2 separate regions of the Xenopus laevis genome follow, and region 1 is linked to region 2. The links are chromatin contacts, called in public Hi-C maps. All regions are on one chromosome and are shown on one strand. The core of a region is the stretch at or near the end of the contact, and the rest is flanking DNA. Distances in the headings are between cores, read along the strand shown. Region 1 overlaps bach2.L (transcription regulator protein BACH2). Region 2 has its middle 52 kb from the start of bach2.L.

Evidence for each region. A called contact is a pair of places that touch in the nucleus more often than the background predicts.
Region 1: a Hi-C map of the XTC cell line shows a contact between it and region 2, with 4 times the contacts expected there. The contact joins two enhancer-like sites. A contact is called at or near these places in 2 of 4 Hi-C or Micro-C datasets (the XL177 cell line and the XTC cell line).

What each region holds. Positions count from the first base shown.
Region 1 is chr5L:88,860,982-88,865,194 of Xenopus_laevis_v10.1, forward strand. bach2.L (transcription regulator protein BACH2) reads left to right here. Exons shown (of 8, transcript XM_041563018.1): 6 at 1-1,229. Among protein-coding and RNA genes, the nearest start is that of gja10.L, 39 kb to the right of the region's middle. Within about 2 kb of position 1,265, at least 1 of the 7 cell types and tissues checked has an H3K27ac peak or open chromatin away from gene starts, as enhancers often do.
Region 2 is chr5L:88,629,472-88,633,822 of Xenopus_laevis_v10.1, forward strand. No RefSeq gene overlaps it. Among protein-coding and RNA genes, the nearest start is that of bach2.L, 52 kb to the right of the region's middle. Within about 2 kb of position 2,215, at least 1 of the 7 cell types and tissues checked has an H3K27ac peak or open chromatin away from gene starts, as enhancers often do.

The sequences.
Region 1 (4,213 bases), core at 15-2,514, 230 kb after region 2:
TGCATCAGGAGTCTTTCAATTTCAGCGCAGGAGGAAGGGTGATAGACAGAAATGATATTATATCGCCTAATTGTGATATGCAAAAGGACAAAGAGAGTTTAGACAAGGATTCAATAATCCGCTATCCAAAATACAAGAAATACCAGCTTGCTTGTACTAAAAATGTTGGCAATGCATCCCACAGTACCTCAGGTTTAACAAGCACATTTAGTGAACAGAATTCTGAAACTGGTCTAAAACCAGGATTCCCCTTAAACCAGATCAAGAGTGAGCCCCATGATGATGACAATGAAGAAGAGAGTATAACTCTATGCTTGTCCGGAGATGAAACCGATATCGGAGACAAAGATGGGGATGTTGAGATGGTCAGGAAACAGCCCAGCCCTGTTTGTATTGATAACCCCAAGAGTGTATCATCACCATCCTGTTTAAGAACTTTTTTTAGCAGAACAAACGGGGCAGAGTTAATGGATTTTCCTGCTACTTCCCAACAGCATTTCGCCAGAAGTCCTGCATGCCCTGTAGAAAAGAGAGCAACTCAGGGTGACCATAAAACTGAATACAACTCTTTTATTGGGAATTTTGAACCTCATAAGGATTCATTTAACTGCTTAATAGCATCCCCTCTCAGGGGGTCTGGTTCAGAGCTGGCCTCTAAACATGAGGTGGAACTAGACAGGAGGAGTGTCATATTCTCTTCAAGTGCTTGTGACCAAATAAGCACTCCGGTGCAATCATACTCTGGTGTGAGCTGCTTAGACAAAGAGTTTTCTGAGCATGTGCCAAAGGGTTTGTGGGCAGGAGGTAGCCAATCTCTCCCTAGCTCCCATGCCTTTTCCCACAGTGGACTGGTAGCAGACCCCTTGCCGGGAAGACTGCGGCCTAACCCCAGTTGCCCTGTGCCAATTAAAGTTTGCCCCCGTTCCCCGCCATTGGAAACCAGAACTAGGACATCTAGCTCTTGCTCATCGTACTCATATGCAGAAGATGGCAGTGGTGGTTCACCTTGCAGCCTTCCTCTCTGTGAATTTTCATCATCTCCCTGTTCCCAGGGTCCACGATTTCCAACCAATGACCATCAAGAAGTTTGTTCAATGGCAGACTCTCTCTATAACAGTAGGCCCCAGATAAAATGTGAGCGGTCATATGGAACTAATTCAAGTGATGAGTCTGGATCTTTTTCAGAAGCAGACAGTGAATCATGTCCTGTACAGGACAGAGGACACGAGGTAAGCAGTAGAGAAATATGTGCAAATTGTGACCTACATAACCATTATTGTCTGACCTTTCATATAGTACCCTTCATTGGGCTCTTGTTTGTAGAGACAAAGGTTAATTTGTGTGTATCTGTTTTGCAACTGACTCTGGACTAAAAACTCTAGCTGCCTGGATATTACATCAACATGTGTATTTCATGTACTTTTCTAGAGATTTGGGAAATTGCAGAAAATAGTGAAATACAGCATTCAATATATATATTTATAGTGTTCTCTAATTGTGGATCTGCTTAATGTAACTGGGAATTCTGATTATATAATCGGTAATTAAAAATCCATCTATACCTAGAGAAAAGGATGACATGAGAATATTATGACCCTCCTATGCCTCCAATTTATTAAATTGGAAGTATTTTTTCAATCTAACAACATTATGGGGTATTTACATGCAACGCATGGTGCAAAGAGCAAAGCTGAATCCACTGTGTTTTCTTCACTTTTCTCCCTGTCCTGCACTTTGATAAATTGACATGTCTTTGCATGCAAACCTTGAAGATCAATGCAGTCACCAAAATTCTTTGATGGTATATGTATAATTTTGGTACACTAGAGGCTCCAATTGTCATTGTAGCTGTACCTGACAAAAGCCAGGAATCTGGAATGGGAGAGAGACCTTTTGTATTGGGATACAAAAGGTCCTTGCAGTGGGCTTTAAAATCTGAAAAATGCAAGTAAAAAAAAATCAGAAAAAAAGGGATAAGCTGATGATGAAGTTAAATGTTTGTCTGCTATAGGATTCAAATATTTGTAGATTTGGCTTTTAAATAATTTACTGAATGTCCACAGACTTTACCACCCACATATAAAAACATCCATGCCAAAATATAAGTGAGCAAATAACGGATTGCAAATGTTTCTGTACTAATTATGTGTGTTGTAGGAAAGCATTTGGCCTACAGTTACTGCAAAGCATGTTTGTAACTGAGAAATCGCCCATTGCCATCTCATTGTATTATTCTCTAAGTATATTCAGCATATTTTAACTCTAATCAGCAATGATAATGGAATGTATAGGTTGGTTTATTACTCTTAGTACTGTTTTATTTGGCTGTTAGTGCAATATTAACTGAATTAACATGCACAATAGCTCTGTGACTTGCAAAAAGTCGCTAATTATGTACAACGTGGGTAGAGTTCCTATAATGAATTCCAGGAAATCCCATGTAGTTATTTATGCCTCCATAATAAGTGAAATTGCTCAAGATAACCTTAGATGAGTTGGCATTGAGGTGTATAAAATATATATTTTGAATTCAATATGATTAAAAATCTAACAGCACTTCAGATACCTCATCTGTGGAACTGGAACTTTTTAAGTGACTTTTGAATTATAGCAGTACTAGGGATCAGGGTCGGACTGGGGAGCCCGGGCCCACCGGGGCTGCTGTCCCAGTTCCCCACTCCACCCCCCGCTGCGCATACTATTGTTTTTACCGCAACGCCCAAAAAAGGGAAGAAGCCTGCGCATCTGAGTTGGCATTGAGGTGTATAAAATATATATTTTGAATTCAATATGATTAAAAAACTAACATCCCTAGCAGTGTCGGACTGGGCCAGCAGGACACCGGGAAAAAACCCGGTGGGTCCCCAGCTCTTTTTTCTTTTCACGGTGTCCCACTGGCCCAAATGTCAATTAAAAAGTTCCAGTTCCACAGATGCAGTAGCTGAAGGCATTACTGCTGTCACTCAGAGTTAAAGCTAGTTCTATATTGGCTGCTGACTCAACCAGCCCTGCCAGAGTTGGCACCATATGAACACAAGTTTGGGCCAAGATGATGGTCCCAGGGGCCAAACCTATTGGCCAGAATTTGCCCAACACTTGCAGGACCATATCAAACAAAGGTCAGCTCATTTGGAGACCTAGCCATACAAGTGCAACTTCACATCTTTAGCCAGTTGCTCTGGTGACAGGAAGGTGCAAAAGCCTGTCTCACATTTTAACTATGGCACCTCCAGATGTCATGAAGGCACTCATATGTAACATGCATCGAATAAATACACACAGATTCCAAGCTAAAAAATATTATTGTTGTTGTTGTTATTGTATATTGGCCTAAATATTAATGTTGAGAAAAGATATTTCTACACAATCAGCTCATTTTAGCTCCCCTTCAAGAAAACATATTTATTAGTATGAGTGTTCCTTTAAGGAAATGACTAAACAGCTCTTGCCAAAAATGCGTGTGACCTTTGTAAATAAGAAAATAGCCACATCATCATACCTAAGGTCACCTGCCGTGTTTAATGTTCAGCCAGTGTTTTTATTTGGGTGTCTGTTAGCTGATATGACATCCACATGAGGAAAGGTGCAAAGTTTAGTAAGACTAGCTGTGTGAATGGGGGCTAAGGTCATTATTCCAGCTAATACACCTGTTTGTAAATGAGCAAATGTAACCTTTAATACATTGCAGCATGTAATTATTCTTTGTATTATTGCTAAATGCTAATATTTTCAGAGCCGTGTCATATTTTATCCAATGAAAAAATACAAGCAGCACCGGAAGGGCTTGGAGCAAAATCTTACTACAAGCTCCTCTATTTTGTGTCCCTTAGCATAGTGGACTGAAGAGGAGGGGAACAAACAATTTTGTCCCAGCTGCATTATAACATTTATGAGTACTTTGCAGATTTGGCTGGCTACCAGAAGTTTTAATTTTTTGTGTGTGTGCTCTTGTGTTTCATTATGAATCATAGGACTATTTGCAGGAACTCTCTCAGGCACTTTGCTAATTTTCCAAGAAAGATACTCTGCTTTTTTTTTTTTTTTTATCGAGAGACACATTTGCTGGCATTTATTTAAATAGAATTGATCTCGGTCCACACTAGGTGGATCATGTGTATGTACTGCTATCTAGTGGCAGGCATTGACTACTACAGCTTATATATATGTTGCAGTTAACCAGTTATTGAACTAGTTTTGTACACAGTATCCTTTA
Region 2 (4,351 bases), core at 965-3,464:
CAATAAGTCTAGCCTTCTGATGTTTAAATTTAGTGTAATTAAAGCAAGAAAAATAATCTCACTATGTCAGATAAGATTGAGATGACTTTGGTGTGATTATTTGCGTTCAAGAATTTGTTTGAGTCTATAATTAAGTTTGGAGTGCTTACTTTGTAGAGCCTGGGGAGTTTGTGTTCCTTTTAATGCGTAGAGCCATGCGATTTGCATACAGTGATGCCCTTGGCCCTGGTAGGGGCAAAATAATAGCAATACAGCAAAATACTTAAAGGAGAAGGAAAGTGTTCTTGCACTTGGGGGTGCCAAATGTTAGGCACCCCCCAAGTGATTGAATTGACTTATCTGAACCCCCTGGGCCAGTGCTCCTATCAGCAGAAAACTACACTAGCACTGCGGAGCGATCCTCTGCCGTCTTCCTCTTTCTTCGTGCGGCGGTGCATGCGCAGTAGAGCGAAAAGCCGAACTTTAACTAAAAAGTCAGCTATTTTGTTCAACTGCGCATGCGTCTGCCTGGGGAAATTTGAAAAAAGAAGAAGCCGGTAGAGCATCGATCCGTGGTGCTCACTGGTATAACCCCGGCTGGTGCAGTTTTCTGCTGATAGGAGCACCGGCCTGGGGTTTCAGGTAAGTCAATACAATCACTTGGGGGTGCCTAACATCTGGCACCCCCAAGTGCAAAAATACTTTCCTTCTCCTCTAATACACATAGGCGTGGACTCTGCTTATCTTCTCTTTCAGTGCTAACAAGCCTTGCTCAGATACTAACCCAAGAACAAGTGATTAGTATCTTATGGATCTTCTGCCACAGTTAAAGCAACTAATTATATTTCTGTGGATAATAACCACTTGAAAAAAAAACAAAACATGGATAATCATTCATTATATGTGACACTTCTATAACAGTTATATTTTTACTCTGAAGTCATAACCATTTGCCGTATTAACATTTTTTTAATGGCACTGTAATTATTTTGTAATAACATTACTAACTAACTTTGGCGTTTGATTGCAAGCTATCTTTCATTGCATTTTCTATCAGCAATTTCTTAATATAAAAAGAAAAACTTTCACTAAATATTTAATCAATATTTTGTTTATTTGTTTGAAAACACTGAATGTGTCACAATATATTGGCAGGTATGAAGTCCCACCCTGGTCATAATCAGAGTGGTTCACCTTTAAGTTAACTTTTAATATAATAAAGGGGTTGTTCACCTATAAATTAACTGTTAGTATGATGTAGAGAGTGATATTCTGAGCCAATTTGTAATTGGTTTTCATTTTTTATTATATGTGGTTTTTGAGTTATTTAGCTTTTAATTCAGCAGCTCTCCAGTTTGCAATGTCAGTACTCTGGTTGCTATGGCCCTATTTACTCTAGCAGCCATGCACTGATTTGAATAAGAGACTGGAATATGAATAGGAGAGGCCTGAATATAAAGATGAGTAATACAAAGCAGCAATAACAATAAACATGTAGCCTTACAGTGCATTTGTTTTTTAGATGGGGTCAGTGACCCTCATTTGAAAGCTGGAAAGAGTAAAACAAATAATTCACAAACTATAAAAAATAAATAAGGAAGACCGATTGAAAAGTTGCTTAGAATTGGACATTCTATAACATACTAAAAGTTAACTGGTAGGTGAACCACCCCTTTAATGTTATAATCAATGGCACTTCTCTGAGGCTGGAGTTGCCTCTGTGCAGGGTGAAGGTGAAACCACCAAGAAATGGTTATCTCTACTACAAAATGCTTGTCCACTGTTGCCCACACACACAGAGCAAGTTATTAACAAGCACCCTTAAGACACCTGCATTCATACAATAACAGTCCCATCAGTAAGTTCTTATTCTCTAAACTGGGGTAACTTGCTTATGCTATTGCAGTCAGTGCCGGGCCACGCTGGGCAGGCGCCCTAGGCAGGCCCGGCAGGCCCGGCACCTGTGCGCATGCGTGAATATGCGCTCGAGTGCACATGCGCAAATTCCTGCTCGCGCGCATGCCCCGGACTAGGGGTAGGAGACAGGTACGTGCCTGGCGCCCTCCCAGCTTTGCGCCCTAGGCACGTGCCTACTCTGCCTACCCCTAGTTCCGGCCCTGATTGCAGTGTTAAAAACACGTTAACGGAAATTAAATGTTGCCGTTCAATTAACTCCAATGCTTCCCGAATTCTTTTGTGAAGTTTAACACAGCAAATATTTATGGTATATAGCATATTAGTATTGTTACATTTCAATAACGGTTCCAATCCACAGTGTGGCAGTGTGACCATGTATAAATTGTCATTACTTGGACAGTACGAATCCTATTGAGCCGCCAGCTATAGTAAACAAGTGATGACTGTGAGGAATGTCGTACAATTAAAATATATTTAATCTATTCTGAATTTTAGACAAAAAACGAAGGGCATAATCATTTTTTTATCCTACAGTTTTGTTTTTTAATGTTTTTTATTTGCGAAAAAAACTTGCATTTTATCAACACACACAAACATTAAACATAAACAGGCATTGCTATGACAATTGAGGAGTGAGAGTCAACAATAACGCAGTGAAGAGTAGCAAGACATAGTTAAAGCATATGGTAGAGAACCAACAGATTGCACTGGAGATGTGTCCTGTAGTGATGGGAGAATAAATTAGACAGACACAAATTTGCAATGAATTTCCACAAAACTGCAGCGACAATATGCCAGTAAAAAATCTGCTACGTCAAAAAAAATTGATGCTCTGCAAATTGGCACACACATAAAAATTGGCGCAAGTCAAAATTATTCAGACGCCCATTGACTTTAATGCATTTGGACCAAATAGTTTTGCATATATAAATTGTCGATCGCGTGCGTTTTGCACATTTTTCACAGTTTTGCGAATTTTGCTGTAAATTCGTGAATTTTTCAGCGAAGAGAAAATACACAGATTCGCCCATCAATACCGTCCAGGGTTAACATTCCAATAGTTGATTGATACTATCACTCTACGGTATTTTTTTTACAATGTCGCAGTGTTCCATGTAGTCCTGACTGATATTTTAATCAATGCCTATTGACAATAAAACACATAGAGAACTGGCTAAAAGATAGACTACAAAGAGTGTGGTAAATGGAACATTTTCTAATTGGACCAGTGTTGTTAGTGAAGAACCGCAGGGCTCTGTACTAGGTCCCTTGCTTTTCAACTTGTTTATTAATGACCTGGAGGTGGGCATTGAAAGTACTGTTTCTATTTTTGCAGATGATACTAAATTGTGCAGAACTATAGGTTCCATGCAGGATGCTGCCACTTTGCAGAGTGATTTGTCTAAGTTGGAAAACTGGGCAGCAAACTGGAAAATGAGGTTTAATGTTGATAAATGCAAGGTTATGCACTTTGGCAAAAATAATATAAATGCAAGTTATACACTAAATGGCAGTGTGTTGGGAGTTTCCTTAAATGAGAAGGATCTAGGGGTCTTTGTAGATAACACGTTGTCTAATTCTGGGCAGTGTCATTCTGTGGCTACTAAAGCAAATAAAGTTCTGTCTTGCATAAAAAAGGGCATTAACTCAAGGGATGAAAACATAATTATGCCTCTTTATAGGTCCCTGGTGAGGCCTCATCTGGAGTATGCAGTGCAGTTTTGGACTCCAGTCCTTAAGAGGGATATAAATGAGCTGGAGAGAGTGCAGAGACGTGCAACTAAATTGGTTAGAGGGATGGAAGACTTAAATTATGAGGGTAGACTGTCAAGATTGGGGTTGTTTTCTCTGGAAAAAAGCCGCTTGCGATGGGATATGATTACACTTTACAAGTACATTAGAGGACATTATAGACAAATAGCTGGGAACCTTTTTACCCATAAAGTGGATCACCGTACCAGAGGCCACCCCTTTAGACTAGAAGAAAAGAACTTTCATTCGAAGCAACGTAGGTGGTTCTTCACAGTGAGGACAGTGAGGTTGTGGAATGCACTGCCGGGTGATGTTGTGGAATGCACTGCCGGGTGATGTTGTGATGGCTGATTCAGTTAATGCCTTTAAGAGTGGCTTGGACGATTTCTTGGACAGACATAATATCAAAGGCTATTGTGATACTAAATTCTATAGTTAGTATAGATATGGGTATATATAATTTGTGTGAAAGTAGGGAGGGGCGTGTGTATGGATGCTGGGTTTTCAATTGGAGGGGTTGAACTTGATGGACTGTCTTTTTTCAATCCGATTTAACTATGTAACTATGTAACACACACTAGCCAGCTAATCACAAACCTACATGCTTTCTAACAACAGCCCTGCTCTGGCACTTTGACCACCTAGTGTGACAATACCTGGTGGTCTAGTGGTGCGATGGGGATGCCTGCTGGGCTCACTGCAA